Regions from separate parts of the Mus musculus genome. Here region 2 is linked to region 1. A link is a contact called in public HiChIP or PLAC-seq data. All regions are on one chromosome and are shown on one strand. Each heading gives the region's core, a stretch centred on a gene start, on an enhancer-like site or on the middle of the called end of the contact. The rest is flanking DNA. Distances are from core to core; before and after follow the strand shown. Region 1 overlaps Gm39323 (a long non-coding RNA gene). Region 2 overlaps Usp2 (ubiquitin specific peptidase 2).

The links. HiChIP or PLAC-seq counts read pairs in DNA pulled down with a chosen protein or histone mark.
Region 2: a contact with region 1 is called in a BATF HiChIP or PLAC-seq map of CD8 T cells, with 6 read pairs. The contact joins two enhancer-like sites. A contact is called at or near these places in 2 of 39 promoter capture datasets (epiblast stem cells and hippocampal neurons), 1 of 15 datasets of contacts at CTCF or cohesin (CD8 T cells), 7 of 115 datasets of contacts at active chromatin or transcription factors (CD8 T cells, double positive thymocytes, embryonic forebrain and 3 more) and 3 of 9 other capture datasets (adipose tissue, liver and pancreatic islet).

The regions. Positions count from the first base shown.
Region 1 is chr9:44,011,222-44,016,063 of GRCm38.p6, forward strand. Gm39323 (a long non-coding RNA gene) reads right to left here. Exons shown (of 3, transcript XR_870686.2): 2 at 4,177-4,329; 3 at 1-3,082. Among named protein-coding and RNA genes, the nearest start is that of Gm39323, 29 kb to the right of the region's middle. Within about 2 kb of position 2,685, at least 59 of the 459 cell types and tissues checked have an H3K27ac peak or open chromatin away from gene starts, as enhancers often do. A contact at or near this core is called in CD8 T cells, where this site is marked.
Region 2 is chr9:44,086,874-44,091,715 of GRCm38.p6, forward strand. It overlaps Usp2 (ubiquitin specific peptidase 2), which reads left to right. Exons shown (of 13, transcript NM_198092.2): 3 at 2,259-2,309; 4 at 3,157-3,280; 5 at 4,131-4,242; 6 at 4,339-4,449. Among named protein-coding and RNA genes, the nearest start is that of Gm39325, 4.3 kb to the left of the region's middle. Within about 2 kb of position 2,473, at least 73 of the 459 cell types and tissues checked have an H3K27ac peak or open chromatin away from gene starts, as enhancers often do. A contact at or near this core is called in CD8 T cells, where this site is marked.

The sequences.
Region 1 (4,842 bases), core at 1,435-3,934:
GGCCTAAGTAAACCCTTTTACATATGTTACAGTTGTGTAGCTTGGTCTTCCTGTGGGACTCCTAACAGTGGGAGCAGGGGCTGTCTCTGACTCTGTCGCTTTCCTCTACTGGGCTGCCTTGTGTAGCCGTAACAGAAAAGGAGGTGCCTAGTCTCACTGCAACTTGACATGCCATGGCTGGTTGACATCCATGAGAGGCCCGCCCTTTCCTGGAGGGGAAGAGGGGAAGTGGGGGGCAGGCTGAGAAGAGAAGGGGAGCCCTGCAGTGGGATATAAAAGAAAGAGGGAACAGAAGAGGAGGGAAGGCAGGCAGGCAGGCAGAGTGTCTAGGATGGTGTACTGGCTGGTTTTATGTGTCAACTTGACACAAGCTGAATAAACCCTTTCCTCCCCAACTTGCTTCTTGGTCATGATGTTTTATTCAGGAATAGAAACCCTGACTAAGACAGATGGGGAGAGAGCCCAGAAGTCGAAAGTGCTTGCTGTGGAAGCCCAGTGACCTGAGTTTAGTCCCTGTAATTCATGGTAGGAAAAGAAAACCAACTTGTAGTGTAGTGTACTCATGTGCACACACACCCACTTGAAAGAAAGAAGGGAAAGAAGAAAGAATTCTTATCAGGCTTTTAGAGCCACACAGGCTTATCTGAGGTGGGGCTAGCACGTAGCTGAGGATGGCCTTGAAGTCCCGATCCACCTGCCTCCACTCGCCTAGTCAGGTTTTCACTATTGTTTCCAAACACTTCCCATATAGCTTTAAAACAATGGTAATAGGGACAGTGGACACAGTTTAACTGAAAAGTACTTGCCTGGTACCCACGAAGCCCTAGTTCAACCCAAGCACCATATACACCAGGCATATTAGCACAGATCTGTTGTTATGAAATATAAAGCAGCAAGGGGTACCACAGTGGGCCCATGCCAAGGTATGCCCCTGAAAAATTACACCATGCAACAGACCTGGTATAAAAGGGGTTTACTAGGGGAAGGAGGGAGGAAAGAGGACCCAAGGAAGGGGTAGAGTCAGGCGAGTGGGTATGTAGACCGGCAGACAAACGGGAGCAGTCACGAGGGCAGAGAAAAGGGAGGCAGAGAGGGAGAGGGGGGACGCTGAGGACAAATAGAGAGCTGAGGGTGGGTGTGGGGTCCTTTTATCCAACCGCAGGCACCTGGCAGGTGGCAGATGATGACAGAAGTGATAACTAGGTCCCTTGGGGGCAGGCTAGTGGAATCCCCTGTACACTCACACCTGTAATCTCAGTATTTAAAAGGGAAGGTCAGAAAATCAAGGCCATTCTTGGCTGCATGGTGAGTCCCAAATAGGCCTGGAATATATGACATGAGGCTTTGTGTGTGTGTGTGTATGTGTGACAGAGAGAGAGAGAGAGAGAGAAAGGATATCAAAGAGAATTAGCTCTTGCATATGTGAGCTTGTGAACTAAAATGAGAACATTTCTGTGCGCTGGTTCCTGATATAGACACTAGTACCTGAGAGCCTATTTGAGAAAGGCCAACAAAGAAGAAGGGAATGGGAGCAGAGAAGCAGCTTAGCAAAGCTCTCTCATCTCCCCAGCTGGCCCTGAGGTTCCCAGTCCCCAGCAGCAGACACTGATCTTATCACAGGTACATACTTTCCTTCACAAGTGTGTTCCTGCCTTAAAGTCGGTTAAAGACGATGAACAGCTCACAGCGAAGAGCTGACTGTGCCCTGCTCATCTCCCCGGGGCCTCTAACCCACCCTATTCCAGGCAGGAACCCAACTGGTGTTCTTTAAAAACTGGCACCTGATCAACATACATAGATGCAAAAGAAGCCCAGCGCTGCTCAGAGGTAGAAGGAAATGGGGACAGTCTCCTGCAGCAGGGCTTTTTCTGGGGAGAGAGAGAAGCCTGGGTCTGGAGCTCAGTTTGGCCGGGCAGAGAGGGAGGGGCCCAGCACAGAGCTTGCAACATCCTCTGCTCTCTCAGAAACCAGCTCCAGGCCTTCCAAGAAGCCAGGGGAACTGTCACCAGGCGGTCTCTTTCCTGTCATGATTTATTCAATTAAGCTGTATCTGAAAATATCCTCGGCAGGTGGCTTATTTTCTGCAGGGCCAGGATGTGGGAGGGCACGGAGTGTAGCCTCCTAATAGAGCCCTGAGGCCCGGCTCACAGATAGAGACACTGAGGCTGGGAAAGCGACAGACCTCATCAGACTTCAGCAAGGCCAAGAGAGAGGAGGAAGGCTGGACTATATCTAGAGAGAACAAACAAACAAACAAACAAAAGCATGTCCTTTCAGCCAAGGGGACGGAGAGACCACACTGCCCTAAGCCTGGAGAACTCAAACCTATACCTGCTAGCCCAGCTCTCTGAGGGAGAGGCGGGTGCTGAGTGAGGAGACCCAGGCCCAAGCTGAAAGAAAGCAGCCCCAAGGGGAAGAAATGAAGTCATACAAGGTGCTTGAGTCCCCCACTGAGCTCAAACCCTAACATGCTTAAGAGCCAAAAAGCAAAGCCTCTCAAAAAGGGTTCACCTCTGGGCGACCAACTCAGCATAGACTTAGTAATGTTCCTGCTGCACAAATCAACCTGACCGTCTGCAGTGGACTTAGAGGCAGGGACTTGGTGAACCTTTTTAGACTTTGGGAGGCTGTGTTTCCTCATCTGTGAAGTGGGGGTGTGAGGAAGGGCTGCTGAAGGGTTAGGTGAGGTGCTGTGTGAAACCCCAGAGTCTGCCTGGACTTCAGTGGTTAAGGAACTCACTCTTACCTCATCCACGCCCCTCCCCCTGTTTTCCGGCCATTGCCCTTTAAATGTAAGAACGGTGCACTTGTGAGAAAGCCATATGTCATAGATAATGAATGAGAATAGACTCTTTAGCCCACTTCTCTCTACCCAAGAGGCCACCGCCTTGAGGAACACAGATGAAAAAGCTTTGGAGGCAAAGCTTTCCAAACGCCAGGAGCATCCATCATGGACTGTACCGAGCCTACCAACGTCTTCACAGGGAGAGGCAGATGGGAACATCCGGGTCGTGATTAAGGAGGAATGTGGCAAAATGGCCAGTGTGCTCCAAGGTCCCACCCAGAGGTTTCCTGATGTTATCTGAAAGTAAAAATCCTTATTTTAAAATAAACTTAATTTACACAAACCGGTGAGCAAGGTTGGTGTCACGTAATGTTTCGTGAAGGCTCATAGGAACTCTTTCCTCAGCTCACTAACTACTCTGCCCCTCAGTTTTTTCCCTTGTCTTTTTGTTGTTGTTGTTGTTTGTTTGTTTGTTTTCCCAGACAGAGTTTCTCTGTGTACCCCTGGCTGTCCTGGAACTCACTTTGTAGACCAGGCTGGCCTCGAACTCAGAAATCCGCCTGCCTCTGCCTCCCAAGTTGCTGGAATTAAAGGCGTGCACCACCACCGCCCAGCAACCCTTGTCTTTCTTAAGTAATCTGTCTGTGTATCAAGCATCATTGGGCTACAAGAGTCTGGAACTGGGTAGCCTTTCCCTGCAGATCCTTGGCTGGCACTCCTAAGCATGCTTGCTCGGGCACTCTGGGCTTTCGGTCTTTCTGACCTCTACTATCTAGCTGAAGAGACATCTTCTCCATCTCCCCTCACCCCCAGCACCTGCCAGGTCTCCGGCTTGACTGTCTTGCTTTTCCTTCAAATTTTAATAAAATTACAAAGCAAAATAAGAAAAATGTAGACTTCATTTGGTAGAATGGCTTTAGATTCGTGGCAAAGCTGAGCAGAAAGCAGCTCCCATAAGATCCCTATCCGTGCTACCAAAACCCCTCCTTCACTAGCATTCCCAATCCAGACCCACATTCTGAGGCAAGTGAGAGGGCTTAGTGGATAAGAGTCCTTGCCACCAAGCCTGAGGACCCTAGTTCAATCCGCAGAATCCGTATGAAAAAATCTGTCTGCGCATCAAGCATCAGCTCCACTCCTTCAAGCTATCCACTGACCTCCTTAGGCACACCCCGTATATACACAGACACAGAGAAAAACCAATGTAAGCTACTTTAATTTTAAAAGACACCCATTTCTTGTACCTAGTGACCCTTCATTGGAACATCACTAATACCCAAAGGCCATAGTTTCCATTAGGGTTTGCTGTAAGCATTAATCGCAGTTTAGGGTTACATACACGGACAGTTAATTTCCCTGTCCCAAAAGTCCTGAATGTCCCCACCTCTTACCAGTCAACTCCAGGACCACCGATCTTTTTGCTGTCTTCATTATGTCCTCTACTTGGAATACAATAGTACGTAGCCTTTTCGTCCATCCTGCTTCTTGAGTTAACCCCCATGTGAGGTTCTTTTCACGACTTGACAACTCATTTCTTCTTAATTCTAAAATATTCCATTATCTGGATGAGAATATATTTTTTAAATTCCTTTACAATTTTATACTTCTCTATACAGTGAATTTTGATCTTTTGCTCATTCCAACCTCCGTCACCCTCTCTCATCCCCCTCCCTCTTCTGATGAAACCCTTTTTTCTCTAACAAGCTGTCTTCCTATCTTCATGTTATGTGTAAGTGATTGTGTGTGTGTGCGCGTGTGTGTATAAGAGAGGGGGCTACTGAGTTTAATTAGGATTTTTTTCCCACTAGCATGGAGGAAGGGCTTGTTTGCTTATTTTTTTAGAGCATGACCAGGTATCAATGGCTACTCCACTGAAGAAAAATCATTCCCTCACCTTAAAAATCATTTTAGCTGGTACTTGGGAGCAAGAGACAGGAGAATCAAGAGTTCAAGGCCAAAGTCTGGGACACACTTCAGTGTTAAAGCATTTCCCTTTAGTGCACGCAGGCCCTGGTTAGATCTGCAATCAGAACTATTCAAGGGCAGACCCCGACTGA
Region 2 (4,842 bases), core at 1,223-3,722, 75 kb after region 1:
AATTGCCAAGCGTTTTAGAGCTGAGGAAATTTTAGATAACATGACTCCTCACACTAAAAAATAGAAAAGAAAAAAAAAGGAAAAAATCAGAGGGTCCTAATGGTGATTTAGGGGAGCCTCCCCTTTCTAGCCCCAAGCCAATAGAAACATTGGAAGTAGAATACTAAGCATGGAGGCTGGGTGCACTTCCTACCTTCCAGCTGCCCAGTCACATGGGAGGCAGGTGTGCCTCTGTGCACTGGTGACCCCGCCCCTTTCCCCCACCCTCACTAGTGCTGGGATAAGTACCTGAGCTGAGAGCCTGCCCTGGTGGACGCGGACATGCTCCCCCGTGGGAGGATGCTTTCTGTCTCTGCAGCCTGTTTAGACCGATGTCGTCTCGGGCACAGGGGGTAAGGATTAGTTAGTAAAAGAGCTCCCGAAACCAGGTGTGAGTGGGCATCGTGTGTGGGCACACTGCGGTGGGAGCCTCTAAGTGGGCAACATGAAGATCGCTGGGGTGCTTTCTTGCTGGGCTCTGGGGAAAAGAAAGACTTTTTGTTTTGTTTTTTTGTTGTTGTTTTGTTTTGTTTTTTTACCGTTTCATTCAAAGCCCTGATAAGAGCTTTGTCCCCAAGGACTGTCTCTATGATAGCTGTCTCTGTGGTAGGCCACTTAGAGGGCCCACCACGAGTGTCAGTAAGACAGCATTCATTTTGCCATTGCCAGGGGTCAAACCCAAGACCTTAACAAATGCTAAGTCAAGCCACCTTCTGCTGAACTTCAACACCCAGTGGTGGGGCTCACAGTTCATTTGAGGGCCACATAAGGTGCAGGCCAGGGCAGTGAGAAGGGTACACCCTACAGGCTGCTGCAGGCTTGCCCCCCAGCTGAAGGTTTAAAGCATGTCTCTTCTGGGTGTGTTTTCTCTACCTGCTAGAGTCCGACCTGACAACTGACAGAGGGGAGGGATCCTCTTCCCCGTGGGAGGGGCCTGGCACTTCTTGAGAAAGCCCTCGGCCTGCTTCTCCCCACCTCCCTTCAAGCTGACAGTCTCCTGGGCTTTGAGCCGCTGACAGCCCCATAGGCTGTCAGCACATGGCATGAGTAATTTTAGCTGAGTTATTTCAGGCTCCTGTTCTGATCAGGGTTGAGCCGGCCCCACGCATGCCCCAGCCAGTGTTGCACCAGAGTTGCCTGCTCCGAGGCCCCCTTTCCAAGAGGGGGTGGCAGACTCATCCCCAAACTCAACCGCTTTAACCCTTTGAGCCTGAAGGGTTTCTGATCCCTAGGAGGTGTGCCCAGGATTAGCTAAGAGACCTTGACAAATAACACCGAGAGCCTGCAATCTCACACCTGTTCTCTCTCCAACCCCCTCACCAGCCTCCACAGTAGAGACATGAGCGGCACCTTCAGCCAGGTGCTTCCTCAGCTTGGGGCAGTGGCCAGTAGGGATGTTGAAACCCGAGACGAGCCGGGCTGGGAGGATCCTCCCGCCTTGGCTCAGCCCTTTAGAAGCTGAGTTCAGCTGGAAGGAATTCCACCTGTCTCTGGCAATTCAGACAGGCAGGCAGCTTGAGTTTTCCCCAGCTGAAGATCGAAACTCAATTAGAGTGGTTTGTCATTTCAATTTCTTAACATGCCAATTATGATGGTCCCTTTATATATTGAACATGTAATATAAATATAGGTCATTTGAAATAGTGCCTGGATTTGAGCTATGAACCCTGTTTTTGTTGTTTCATATAGCTCAGGCTAGCCTTTGGGTTCACTATGTATGTAGCTGAGGCTGGCCTTGATCAAATTCCTAATTCTCCTGCCTCTGTTTCCAGGTGCTGGGATTGCAGGCTTTCATTACCATGCCTGAGCTGAACTTTCAATTTCATTTAACGAGGAATTGAGTAAATTCCTGAAATTATGAATCCCTAGCCTCTAGTCTCCACTGTAGCAGAAAATAAAGATAGAAAAGCTGGTGTAGTAGTAGCTTATACCTGTAATCCCAACACTCGGGAGGCAGAGGCAGGAGGGTCACCATCCGTTCACTAGGCTACCTAGTGAGACCCTGTCTCAAAAGAGCAAAATGATAGGGAAGTACATAAAAGAGCAAAGTCCCGGAGAGCAGTCTGCGTGATGAAAATAGGCATTCCTCCCTGCTCTCCAAGACCCAGACAGAGGCTGAAAAGAGAAGTCTGCTGGGGAAGGGAAGGAAGTGTTGGGCGAGAACTAGTACAGACGCCGGGCTGTCCCTCGCCCTCATGTGACCTGTTCTTCACTTACAGAATTCAAAGAGTGCCCAGGGTCTGGCTGGTCTTCGAAACCTTGGGAACACGGTAAGTTCCTCCCAACTCACCTCTTCCCTGAAGCCCTTCCCTCCTCTCTTGAATGGGATAGTTTTACAGAGTCCCCTCCTGGCTCCAGCTAGCTTCCTATCCTATAGGGCAATCAGCACCTGCCCTTCCTGGCTGGGGTTTCAGTGAATTGTGGGGCTCTGTCTCACCCGCCCCCAGCAGGAAGCACTGCTAAAAGGAAGTTGCCCTTGTCACTTCGAGCCTGCTGCTCTCCTGGATCTTCCTCCTGATTCCTGTCACTTCCCACCCACTGCTGACCAGTGTGCCCACACCCCTTTGTACACCTCAGTAGGAAGGAGCCAATTACAGGGCCTTCCCCCATACTTGCCTCACTCGGCCCTGCCTTCACTCAGGAAGGAGGAGCCTGGAGCTGTGAGAGAGTTCATTTTGGGTAGAAGAGAGAGAGAGAACCTTTAGGTAACAGAAGTGCTGGGTAAGGGGCACTACCCCATCACATCACAGTGTTGTTAGTTAGCTTTCCCCCACGATAGATACATGAGAGAAATCAACCTAATAAAGATGGTGTGTTGGGCTTGCTTACTGGCTCTGTTGCTTTGGGCTTGTGACAAGGCAGAAGGCACAGGTACAGCAAAGCAAAACCATTCACTTCATGGCCAGGATACAAAGTGGGGGGGGAGGGGGCAGTGGGGGAAGAGAGTGGAGTCCTACAGGCCTCTGCCGGGCAAGCCCCCAATACCTGAAAGCCTCCCACTGGGCCCCATCTCTTGAGGTTGCTACCACATCGCAGTAGTGCCATGAGCCGGGAATACATGCTTATGAAAACCCCAGAGCTGTGCACGCCCACTAATTGCTAGATGATCTCTCCTAGTGCTTCATGAACTCAATTCTTCAGTGCCTGAGCAACACCCGAGAGCTGAGAGATTACTGCCTCCAGAGGCTGTACATGCGGGACCTCGGCCACACCAGCAGCGCTCACACGGCCCTCATGGAAGGTGAGGAGCCCGTGTGGGCGTGGCCCCGCTCCCCTTCTCAGCTCTTCCGTTCCACCAGGCTGGACTGGTGTTGTGTTGTAGATGCACCCCCACTCCTCTAGTTTTCTTTCTTTGCCTGTTCTTGGTTGGGGCTCAAGTTTCAGAATCTGTTGTTGAAACACAGCCTTCCTGTGTAACCCTGGTTGGAGCCATGCGAGTGATTCTCTTGCTTCGGCCTCCCAGGTGTTGGGATCAGAGTATACAGCCTCATGTCTGACTCCAGTTTCAGTGCTCCATCTTATTTGTTCATTGGTTGTTGATCTGTGAGGTGCTTGGCTTGGCGGGTTGTCTTGGTTTTAGTTTTTTGTTTTGCTTTGTTTTGTTTTGTTTTTTGTTGTTTTTGAGACAGTCTCATGTAGCCTAGGCTGGCCTTGAATTCCTGATCTTCCAACCTTAAGGTGGGACCACGGGTGTGCACCACAAAAGTGCTCACTTGCTTACAGAGGACCAGAGCTTGGTTTCCCTCCTATGACCTCCTTGGGCACTCATAAGCATGCACACACACACACACACACACACACACATATACACACACACATACACACACATATATACACATACATACACACACGTACATACATATACACACACATATTAAAATAAAATAACTTTTTAAAAAAGAAAATATCTCAGCAGGGTAGTTGTGATGCACACTTTTAATCCGAGGGCTGGCTCAGGAGGTGGAGGCAGGCAGATCTCTGGATTCCAGGCCAGCCTGGTCTATGGAGTTAGTTACAGCCATTGCTACACAGAGGAACTCTACCTTGAATAATCTCACCTGTTCTTCACCCTTTCTAATGGCTCCTAACAGAGTTTGCAAAACTAATCCAGACCATATGGACGTCGTCCCCCAATGATGTGGTGAGCCCATCTGAGTTCAAGACCCAGATCCAGAGATATGCGCCACGCTTCATGGGCTATAAGTAAGGGCCTGGCATGCGTGCCCTCCCCAAGGTGGCTGGCAGCACAAGTGAGGTCTGGTGGGCGCTGCTCTCCCACTCACTTTTGTTTGCATTCAGTCAGCAGGATGCTCAGGAATTCCTTCGTTTCCTTCTGGATGGTCTCCACAATGAGGTGAACCGGGTGGCAGCAAGGCCTAAGGCCAGCCCTGAGACCCTTGATCATCTCCCGTAAGTAAGAGGAGGTCCTGCCTCAGGCAAAGCCTTTGTGAACTTGACCTTAGTGCCTACTTCTATAGGAGTAATGATTCGGGGAGAATCAGATTTGCTTTGTTTTTAAGCTCAGACTTTTTATTTCGGTACTGTGCACGGGTCTGTGTACCTAGGTCCTTGTATGCAATGGGCAAGCACTCTGCCACTAAGTTACATCCTCTAAGATTGCTTTTGAAGATTAAAAGGTTGAAGCCAGGCATGGTAGGAGATACCTGTAATCCTAGAATTCAAAGACTGAGGTAGGAAGGATTATGAATTAAAGACCAGCCTGGGTTAATCCTGGCTCAAGAGAACCGTGGCTTGGGAGGTACAGCTCAGGAGGGTTGTGTGACCAGGAGCGAGGCCAGGGAT